Linked DNA regions of Capra hircus: region 2 is linked to region 1. The links are chromatin contacts, called in public Hi-C maps. All regions are on one chromosome and are shown on one strand. The core of a region is the stretch at or near the end of the contact, and the rest is flanking DNA. Distances in the headings are between cores, read along the strand shown.

What was found. Hi-C and Micro-C count contacts between places; a contact is called where the count stands out from the background.
Region 2: a contact with region 1 is called in a Hi-C map of blood, with 12 times the contacts expected there. The contact joins two enhancer-like sites. A contact is called at or near these places in 2 of 5 Hi-C or Micro-C datasets (both in blood).

What each region holds. Positions count from the first base shown.
Region 1 is chr1:142,908,701-142,914,186 of ARS1.2, forward strand. No RefSeq gene overlaps it. Among named protein-coding and RNA genes, the nearest start is that of CRYAA, 6.4 kb to the left of the region's middle. Within about 2 kb of position 2,486, at least 3 of the 5 cell types and tissues checked have an H3K27ac peak or open chromatin away from gene starts, as enhancers often do.
Region 2 is chr1:143,288,766-143,294,251 of ARS1.2, forward strand. HSF2BP (heat shock factor 2-binding protein) reads right to left here. Exons shown (of 9, transcript XM_005675652.2): 4 at 2,131-2,234. Among named protein-coding and RNA genes, the nearest start is that of HSF2BP, 17 kb to the right of the region's middle. Within about 2 kb of position 2,631, at least 3 of the 5 cell types and tissues checked have an H3K27ac peak or open chromatin away from gene starts, as enhancers often do.

The DNA.
Region 1 (5,486 bases), core at 1,236-3,735:
GCAGGGGGCTCAGCCAGGGGCCCTGCCAGCAGCACGGTGACCAGGGAGAGACCGGTGGGGCTAGATGTGGCTTTTGGGAGCAGAAAGCAGGCAGACGCCCGGGTCGGAGGTGTCCCTGTCTAGGGAGCAGAGGCTGGGGGCCCTGGGCAGCCTGATGGGGTCAGTGGGATGGTCCTTGGGGTGGTGTCCATGTTCTTCCTTCTGGAGAAATGACACCAAGAGGGGAGGACTTCCAGAAGTGACCCTGAGCAACACAGGGAAACAGCTGCTGTTCGGGGGTTTTTAGTGGAAAGCAGTGAAACACACACACACACACACACACACACACACACACACACACACACACGTGCCCTTGTGGCCTGGCATTTCTCTAGGTCTGGCCCCTGTCTACAGAAGGGTCCTCCCTCTGTGGGAGTTCCTCCAGGCTCTTCCCACCCCTACCTGCCCCGTCCTTCCAATAGGAAGCCCCCTGCCCCCCTCCTGCCTTTGCACCCACATCCGTGGAGAAGGGGGAACCCTGTGTAACTGGTGCAAATGGCCACTGCCCCTGGGGTCTGGGGGGGTATCTTTGGAGGTGGCGGGTATTTAGGAAAATCAGAGTCTCTGAGGCTCCCTGCTCCTCTCGGGTACCCCCAGAAGGCGCCTCTGTGCACACTGGCCTCTACTGCTCGGGTCTGGGGGGCCTGGGTCTGTGGGTCTGGCTGCAGCCAGGACAGAGTTGTCACTGAAGGCCGCTGCTCTTGTGTTCACTGTGGTTCCTTCCCAGCCTGGTCACGGGCTGAGCTGTGAGCCCCTAGTCTCCATCCTGAGGTCCTCACGCCAGCATCTCAGAAGGTGACTCTTCTGGAGACATCCTTGTTCACTTGCTCAGTCGTGTCCAACTCTTTGCCACCCTATGGACTGTAGCCCGCCAGGGTCCTCTCCATGGGGATTCTCCAGGCAAGAATACTAGAGTGGGTTGCCATTTCCTCCTCCAGGGGATCTTCCCAACCCAGGGATCGAACCTGGGTCTCTTATGTCCCTTGCATTGGTAGGCAGATTCTTTACCATTAGTGCCACCTGGGGAGCCCGTTTTGGAGACGAGGGTCTTTGAAAGGGTGATGAAGTTAAATGAGGTTGTAAGGGTGACTCCAAACCCCACGGGACCAGTGTCCTTATAAGAAGAGGAGGTTAGAACACAGACACATGTGCAGAAGGACAAGCACCTGGGAACACGGGGAGGAGCTGGCTGGCTACACGCCCAGGAGGGAGGCCCTAGAGGACACAAGCCTTGAGCTCAGGTTTCCAGCCTCCAGGGCCATGAGAAAATGAACTTCTGCTGTTTAGGCCTCCCTGTCTGTGATATTTGTCTGCTCCCTTCTTCAGGCTCATGTCCGTCTACCTGATACAGGCCTGGAGTGCATCACCTGTGTGGGTGCCAGGCCCCCACCTGTCCTGGGGAACCTCTGGCCACATCTCTCCTGGGGGACACCTCTCTCCTTGGCGGGGGGACTCCACAGGCCTGGGCCACCAAACCTGGCCCTCCCCTCTCTAAGACACGTGGCTGTCCCCACGACCGGAACCACCTTCCTGTCGGAATCAACCGGAAGGTGGAATTGGTCAGCATCTCGCAAACCTGCCGGCCTGTGGGACCCAGCAGAGTGCTGCAAAAATACAGATGCCAGGGCCCCAGCCCAGACCCAGTGAACTGGAGCCTGTGGGGCTGGAGTCGGGAGTCTGTGTGCCTGATGACTCCAGTGGTACCTACGACCCGGTGAGTCTGGGGATGTCTCAGGAAGAGTGACCGTGTCCCTGGGCAGGGTGAGTGTGGGGGAAGGCAGTCCTGCGAGGATCCGCCTCCTCCCTCAGGCCTCATTCTACATCTCTGTGGGGAGGGGCACAGCATCTCAACCCGGCAAACACAAGCTTGAATGTGGTTACGAGGTTCTGGAGCAGGAACAATCCTGTTCCCTAGAAGCGTCTCATATTCAACCTGAGTGGTGAGATCATAATTATTGTCATAATGTCATCACTGGAGTCAGCAGAAGCGGCAGCAAGAGCACTGATTGAGCACCTACTGTGTGCCAGGCACCATGCCAACCGCACTGGCAGCTGGCAGCCCCCCAGACAGCCCAGCCACCTGTAATGGGCTCCACTGTTAGGGGGAAACCCAGGCTTGGAGGCTGAGTCCCTTGCCTGGCGTTCCCCATTGGTGAGGGCCTGGCCAGGACCCACCCCATCTGCTTGACCTCAAGGGCAAGACTCTGAACCCCTACTCGATGGGTATTATTATACAGCATCGCCCCTAACCTGTAAGTCAGGGGCTCTGAGGAAGTCAGCCTGGTTGTTCTGCAGGCAACTCATTATGTGACCACAGACAGGTTTATCAAACCCTCTGAGTATCACCAGTTTACGAGGGTGGTAGACAAGATGGTCCTGGGGTGTCTAGTTCCCAGACGACCACTTGCCACTCCAAGTTTTATCACCAGATGGCAGCAGAGGCTTTGCCTTGGCTGCTGAGACCACGCCGGAAGGAAGCAGGGAGCTTGTCACAAAGGTCACCTTCATGGGTCCAGACCGCGGGAAGCAGCCGCAAGACACATCCGCAGAGGCCCTCGCTGTGTGGGCAGGGCTGGCTGTGTAGAGAGCTCTGAGAGACCCCCATCCTGACTCAGGGAGCCAGTGTCCTGCAGAGGACTCCAAAACAGACACAGAAAGCCCCATAGGGATCCAGGGGTATTTCTCAGTAATAAGCAGTTTTTGCCTTATTTATTTATTTTTTTTTGCAAAATCATTTGAAAAAAGTGGAAATCACTGCCTTGGCAGACCAGCACCGTGCTGGGGGTTCCCGCAGCCCTGGCGGGATCTCCTCCCACACAGAATGATGAGGTATGTCAGCCCGCCCCAGCCACCTGTCTCCCTTCCCCCACAGCCGCTGCTGGGAAGACTCACAGAGCAGCTTCTGTCCTGCCATGTCCCAGGAGGGCATGCGGCCCCCATGGGCAGCCTCAGAGCCTGGCACAAGTGGTCAGGTCATGGGCTCAGAGGTCTTTCCAACCAGATGCTGTGTGTGGCTACTGGGGAGCGGGCTGAGACCCAGAGGCTTATGCACACGTGTCAGAGAGACATTTGAAAGTGGAAAAACTGCAATGGGGCCTGGGATCTGAGGGTCGATGCTTGGACCTGCGTCCCCACGGGCAGGCACGTGCTGCAACAGTGAGGGCAGTAGTGGTGCTGGAAGGGGATTCCCACTCAGGCCGCAGGCAGCTGAGTGGTGGCCCGGACACAGGCTGCAGCCCCCACTTGGCCCACGTCAGGGCCAGCTCCCTGGCTGCTGCGGTCACTGGGCAGGGTGCTCTGCTGCGGGTTTCCTCCAAGATCCCCGGCCAAGGGTTGAATTTGCAGGGCCAGGGGAGGCGGGCGACCCCATGCCTATGTGTGCAGGCTGCTGTCAGAAAAACAGAACCAAGTAGAAGATACGCATGTGCACACACACACACACACTGAGCAAGTCACATACACGTGCAGACACACACAGGCACGCAAGCACGTGTGCACACCATACAACACATGGAGCAACAAGTGCACATGTGTGCACACCTGCACATCCATGCACACGGAGAACACACACACACACCCGCAACAACCTCGAGCAGGCTCTATTTTCTGCTTCTCATTGACTTTCCTCTGTGTCTGATTTGTACTTGAACTTGAAGACACAGTCACACAAAGATGTTTCCTGCCAGCTTTGCTACCTCGAGGGGAAACCTCCTGTGCGTGTTGGTCAGCAGAGCCGTCACATCACTTCTAGGGAGATCCAGTGTTCTTTGTGTTGCTGGAAGCCTGATGACTTGCTGTTGTTAGACTAGCGAGAGAGGGTGGGGCGGTGTGCTCAAGGGCACCCCAAGGTCACGGGGAGGACTGTGAGGAGCAGGGTGGCTCCGTCTTTCCTGGGACTGTCAGGTCTCCAGAGCCCAGCTTTTCTGCACAGCCTTCCCCCCTCCCCCAACCAAGAGCCAGAAATCAATACAAAAAAGATCTGGCTCAAAAATGTGGCTTTCCAAGGCGTCTTCAGAGACTTGCTGCAGGTAAGGCTGGGGGATGGGTTTGCAGACTGCTGCGTATGGAGTGGGTGGCGCTCTGGGCACCAGCAAAGGAGACCCATCAGACCTGGGGGCTGAGTGGGAGGTGAGACACCCACGCTCTGTCTGCAGGAACTTGGAGGCCCTGTGCTGGCCCAGGGGCGCTGGCATGATGTGAAAGGGGCAGTTCCTGGAGGCGCTGGAAATCAGTCTCCTCCTGGCGGCTGGTAACAGCGATGTGGGATTCTCCTGTGCTGGTCTATGCTGAGAGCTCACCCCCAGCTCCCTGTGGGGACTCACCAGGGGCTGTTGTAGCTGCTTTCGCTTTTCTCCTGTGAAAAACCGAGCTAAACCAGGGGTTTGAAGATGCGTGGGCTCCGAGGGGGGTGAGTCCCAGCCATCTCCTCCCAAGCCACATCCTGACTGTCTTCACCGCCAGTTCCCTCAGCTGCTGTAGAGTGTGTTTCCTGGGAAGGGCAGCTCGTGTCCCGCTCAGCTGTCCAGGTCTCCCGGGGCTGCCGAAGCAACTGACCGTGAACCAGACAGCTTCAAGCAATGGACATGTGTTTGGCGGCCAGAGTGGTCAGGTCATCCGTCCCGAGGAGGCTCGAGGGGGTTCCTTCCTGCTCTTCCGGCTCCTGGTGCTGCCGGCCTCCCTGGCAGAGGCCGCATCTGCTTCCCGCCCCCGACTCTGCCTCCTCCACGGTCTCGGGGGCCCCCTTCCTGCTGTGTCTCTGCTCTGCTTTTAATGACACTGGTCACTGGATTTGAAGTCCACTCAGGTAATCCAGATTGAACCTGGGTCATGGCAGTGAAAGTCTGGGATCCTGACCACTAGGCCACCAGTGAGTTCCAGAATTACCTTCACTCCAGCTGAAAAGACCGTTTTTCCAAATAAGGTTGCGTTTGCAGGTTCCTGGGTTTAGAACTGAGGCAACACTTTGGGGGCTCCTGTTCCACCCAGGCCAGGACTGACCGCCTGAGTCACAAGCCCTCCCTCGCCTGTTGGGACTCTCCTCTTGATCCTGGAAGGAAGCCTCTGAGGTCAGCAGGACAGATACCATTTTAAAGAAGAGGAAACTGAGGCCTAGAAATGTACAGCCAGAGGGCAGGAGGCCTGGGGCAGGGGGAGCCCAGCACAACCACTGGCCGGGTTAACCCGAGTGAAGGGCAGGCCCCTCAGGCCCCTTTGTGAGTAAATTCTGTGATGTCTTGATTTCATGGTAAATGACAGTGAGTGGTCTGTGAAGAGTTTGATGACCACCCCCCACCCTGCCCCACCCAGGCCAGGCCGCCCATAGCCTCTCACAGCAGCCAGGCTACTGCTTTAAGATCTGGGCTAGGATACATCTGTCTGAGGTTCCTCACCACACCCCCCCCGGGCCCCCAGAGCCCAGCCTGCATCCTAACACTTGGAGGCCTGGG
Region 2 (5,486 bases), core at 1,381-3,880, 380 kb after region 1:
AAGACCCATCGAGGCTCTTCCATTGACTCCACTGAGTAAACACCTCAACGGGGCGGGGTGGGGTGGAGCGGGGAGAGGGCAGGAGCCAAGCTTTGCTGGTCCCTGGGACTAAGCTCTGGGGGTGAGCACATGTCTTTAGAATTCTGAGTCCACATTCTGACCTCTTGTCTTTCCTTACATGCTGGTTTGAGTGACGTTTGCATTCTCCCCATGACTTTTCCCCAGACTGGTGTCTTACCAGCAATGCTCTAATTCAGGATCCAGTCCTGCATTCTTTCCTGGTTCCTCAACTCTAAAATAAGCCTGCAGAGTCTAGCCACACGATCTGTTCAGCCCTGGGCAGAAAAGGCAGCGGCCAGCTCCCTACAGCAGGAAGAGACAAGCCCTGTCACAGAACACTCACAGGGCCTCCCACCCATGTTAAACAGGAGGGACTATTAAACAGGAAACTTAACTGGAAATAGTCTAACCTAAAATACGCCCACCTTTTAACTAAGGTCAAAGTGTCTGGGCAGAACCATGCTGTGACCTGACGCTACTTCACTGCAGCTGTTTGCCCTTTATTCTGGCACTTTCCCAGGGTGGCTTATTTTTAGCATAACATCTAAAATGCCAACAAATATGCATTTTTTCCTATGCTTATCAATTTAAGAAACAAAAAATCTAAGATTCTGCCCAATTTAAGCTTCAGCCTTAGCCAAGATGTCCCGACATTTTAAGGAGTACTGAATCAGGGGATTGCATTGGTCACATTTATCCAATTCCTTCTTGCCTGCAGGTCAACTTCTTTTGGACAATGAAACTTTTAGGTCCAGACAAATTAATCATGCACCCATCTTGGTCTATCATGATCTAAACTGAGTATGACTGAGCTACAATGTCAGCTTTCAGTAAGTGACACACACCCTAACAGTTCTGAGACTGAAACTCTTCCCTGATCTTCCCTACCTACTTGATATTAGAGTCTATCAGTCTGGAAGGACGTCATCATTGAGCAGTCAAGGAGAAAAGCTCCCAGGGCTCCCAGTTCTTTGACGAAACTTCAGACACATGGTCCTCTGGCCAAGCGTCTGCGATCTCACATTGTTGGAGCGCTTGCTGTACCCCTGGGAGTTGCAGCTTTCTGTAAGCTTGCTTTGGCTGAATCACAAAAGAAGGCATATGCAGAAATTTCTACAGACATTCCATAAAAGACTTTGCAGCAAGGAGGAAGGCTGCTATCTTTCAGAGTGCAATGTGATTCCAGAATGTAAGGAATGTCTCTGGGTTGAGTTCCACGCAAGTTTGTCACTTACCTGTATTCCTTAACTATGAAATTATGTATATCTGGGCTAAGGAACAGTTATTCTTGATAAATAATCAAGCGCTGTGGGGAAAAAATGAAGTCTATACAAAATCCACCAGTTTGGGGAACCCTCCACTTTAGCCACAAACACTCAGAACTCGTCCACACAAGGAGGAGGCGTGAAACAGAGCTGAGCACACAGGCGGTGGGACCCAGCCAGGCTCCCAGCATCTCTCCAGGTTCACAGCGCTTGCTGACCCAGCTGTGCTGCAGAAACCAGTGAGCGGCATGACAGTCACGAACACCTCCCAGCACACAGGCAACAACACGCCCTGGATGCTGTCACCAGTTTCTATTGTACTGTCCCAAAATAAAGACACAATCAAGCTCCAAATTCCGAACAGCTCTAGCTTTATAGAAGAGGAAATAACTTATTCCATGAAAAGAAAATGTATAGTTTTTAAGAAATGTTATGTCTCCCCAAATATTAAAATGAAATGCAATTGGTTATTTCCAAAATATCAGAAGTGACCTCCTAATTAAACATGTTTCTATTTATATATCTAGCTCTAATTACAAATAATTACTACATGATTTTTTCAGGATTATTATGAATTTTAATGACATGGATTGGTCTTTTAACACAGAAATTAACAGTAAGTGACTATCAAAAGGCACCAAGTAAACAGCCTCCATGTTAAATGGTTGTCAAATCCAAATGATCAACTGTTTTCCAACCCATTCAGAATAAATACATTTGAAAATACAGTGTCTTGAGGCATAAGGGCTAGACTGTGGCCACAAACATGGCGCAGGCGCTTCCTGTGGCCTGGTGAGCATCATACCTTCTTCTCCCTCACGCTGTCTGCTTGCACGGACTCCAGGCGGGCTCTGAAGTGCTCACAGTCCATCCTCAGTTGCTCTAACTCCTGCTCCTTCCTCTCCAGGTCTACAAGAGACACAAGAATACTCAGTATTTCAAGTCACTGATCTCTCCTGACCATGCATTTTGCTTCATTTTCTCTTAGGAAAGCCTGATTTCTTAGGTAGGATTTCTCACATAACCAGTGCTGGGATAACCAACATTCTAACGTCCTGCTTTTTAAGTTTCTGTCACCTTTTTGCCCATAGCAGAAAGTACCTTCTTTGTTTTCTGCTTTTTTTTAAGACTTCGTTTCACCACCAGACTTACACTGAAGGTTCTAGGAAAGAGTGTTGTTTAAAGGAGTGCAGGCAGGGCTGGGCAGCCCAACCGTCTCGTGGCACACACTCCTATGTGCTCCATAAAAAGCAGAAGGCAGTTCAGCAAGGAGATGGTGCCAGCCGGGCTGATTCACACACTCGTCTCACCCGCTGGCAGACTGGCTCCACGACAACAGCTGCCGCCGTTGTCAATGGAGCAGTGAGGCAACAGCCACAGAGATGAGAAGAGAAAAGGCCACAGTGAGAGGCGGGGAGGAGGGCACGCTTCCTCGCCACCGTACTCGCCCAGATAATGAGTCACATGGCCAACAAAATTCCCAAAAGACATCCATGTTCATGAATCTGAAATTAACCAGATAATCAAGTTTAAATAAAAAATAGTACGCTACAGAAACACTGACATTCAGAAAACCAAGAAAAAAGGTAACTCAGTCTTCAGTGCCTCCGGTGAACAATCACTGCTCTCTGTTTGCCAGGGCCCAGGGCTGGGGGTGGGGGGCCCGCCTCAGTGGCACACAGCACGCTCATGGCACGCCCACTGACATCTGTGCATAGTCTGGTTAGCAGTAAGAGGCTGCATTTGGGGTTCACCTTTCTTGAATACTGGTTTTAAGTAAAGAAATTTAAATGGCTCATTAGTCTGCTAATTGGTTGCCTATGAAAACAGTCTCTTATTAAAGCGTTTCCCATTTAAAAAACAAAAAAAGCTTTAAGTGGCTTGATCCCAAAGACTAAGATATCACGTTTCAAAGCTAACATATACCAAGACCTGAGTGGACGTGTGCTCAGAGCGACTGGTGTAACTCACTGAAGTAGGAACACTTCGGGACATTGATTCTCAGGCTTTACAGCACATCCGAATCCCCTGGGAGTGGAAATCGCTCAGTTGTGTCTGACTCTTTGCGACCCCATGGACTGTAGCCCACCAGGCTCTTCTGTCCATGGAATTCTCCAAGTAAGAATACTGGAGTAGGTTGCCATTTCCAGTCACAGAGTCATGGGGTCACAGAGTCAGACACGACTGAGCAACTGACACTTTCATTACATTTTCCAGAGATCCTTTGCCAGAGCAGGAGATTAAAACCTAAAGCTAGATATTCAGTTAATGATTGTGAATCCACTGGCAAAGCTTCTCTTAAAATGAGTTCCTTAGAAACGGGTGAAGCAGTATAGGACCCCTTCTTCTCCTTCACATCAGTTCTCTTTTCTGCCCTTTTAGGATGTATCACACCCAGTATGACTTACACTGGAAATCTTTATTTTGTCCCACTAGTCCTGGCCACCCAAGAAACCAACTATACTGATCAAGTGCTATGCTTTGAAAACTACATATCTGCATTTTGTAACAATGTTAAACGAAAACATAGATAATTATGAGTGAAATGTGAACTGCAAATGGTCACAAACCAAAAAAAAAAATTTTTTTAACTAAAATAAAATCATTAATAGCATAAAACTTTTTCTTTGCAGTTAACTTTTAATGTTTTCTTCTATTACTAAACTGTATATTCCTCAAACACGGTAAAGAAGATAGGAAATCACACTCCTACAAGTCTTACATGTAAAACTATGGAGGAATTAAGACCACCCAGAAGACTCTTTACAATAATGTCATAATCTCTCACTCTACAAAACTGCTAATGACCTTACTGTAGGTTAACACAACAAAAGGATGAGGTTAAACGGTCCGACTCGACCCCACAGTATTCAAAGGCTGTGTCAGGGTTGCCACCCACTCCCAGCTCTCAGGATGAGGCCGCCACCTGGTGGCCAAACTGGAGCACTGCCGCCACCTCCTGACAAAACTCGCTTGTTCAGCTTGGCCCCTAAAACAGACGGGCATGCATCCTCCTGTGTACTGATAATCCCACATACTTAGAACATGAGCGACATGCCTAGGACATGGCACCGAGTGGCACTGTACAAATATTTGTCACGTAAACGAACTTCACTTCTTTACATAATCTTCTGCTAATCCTTGAAGAGAGAAAAGGCTTGGCTATTTTATGTCTCATCCTTCTACAGTTTTTTTAAAAAAATCAAAGACAGAAATAATACACTAATACATACAGTGCATTATATGGTCTTCCCTGGTGGCTCAGTGGTAAAGAATTTGCCTGCCAACGCAGGAGACGAGGGTTCAAACCCTGGGTTGGGAAGATCCACTGGAGAAGGAAATGGCAACCCCCTCCAGTATTCTTGCCTGGGAAACCCCATGGACAGAGGAGCCTGGCGGGCTACAGTCCACGGGGTTGCAAAGAGTTGGACACGACTTAGAGACTAAACAACGGGACATTATGGTCAAGACATCATCTTACCCAGTCTCAGTATTAGAACAAAAAGAGGCTGCCACCCAGCTTAGATGGGATCTCAATGGCTAAGCTTTAGCATTCAAAATGAAGGAAGAAAAATCTGTTAACTTTTAACTGAGTAAAAGGATGGCCAAGACAACTGACATATAGAAACAATCTAACGCACAGGCCATTTCAACATCTATTTATCTTCGGAAACTCAGAATTCTTCTTTGATAGCTTTAATAACATGAGAATGACTATCAACTTATTCACAGGAAAGATACAGAGAGGCTACAGTCCACGGGGTTGCAAAGAGTCAGACACCATCTCATCTCATAGTAAGAGTCCATCCTCACCATGAGCCAAGATCTGGATGATGTATTAGTTCCCTAGACCTACCCTAACAAAGCCCACAGACTGGATGGCTTAGACCAGAAATTCACCCTCACGTTGTTCTGGAGGCTGCAGCTCAGAACTGAGGTGTCAGCAGGGACACACTTGCTCTGAAACCTGTGGAGAAGGGATCCTTCCCCGCCTCTCCCACCTGCTGGTGGCCCAGGCCTCCCTGGGTTGTGGCAGCAGAATCCCGCCTGCCTCCCCTGTGCCTGGCCTCCTCGTCTCTTCACATCACCTCCCCTCCGTGTATGCTGGCCTCAGTGTCCAGCTTTCCTCTTTTAATAAGGATACCAGTCACACTGGGCTAG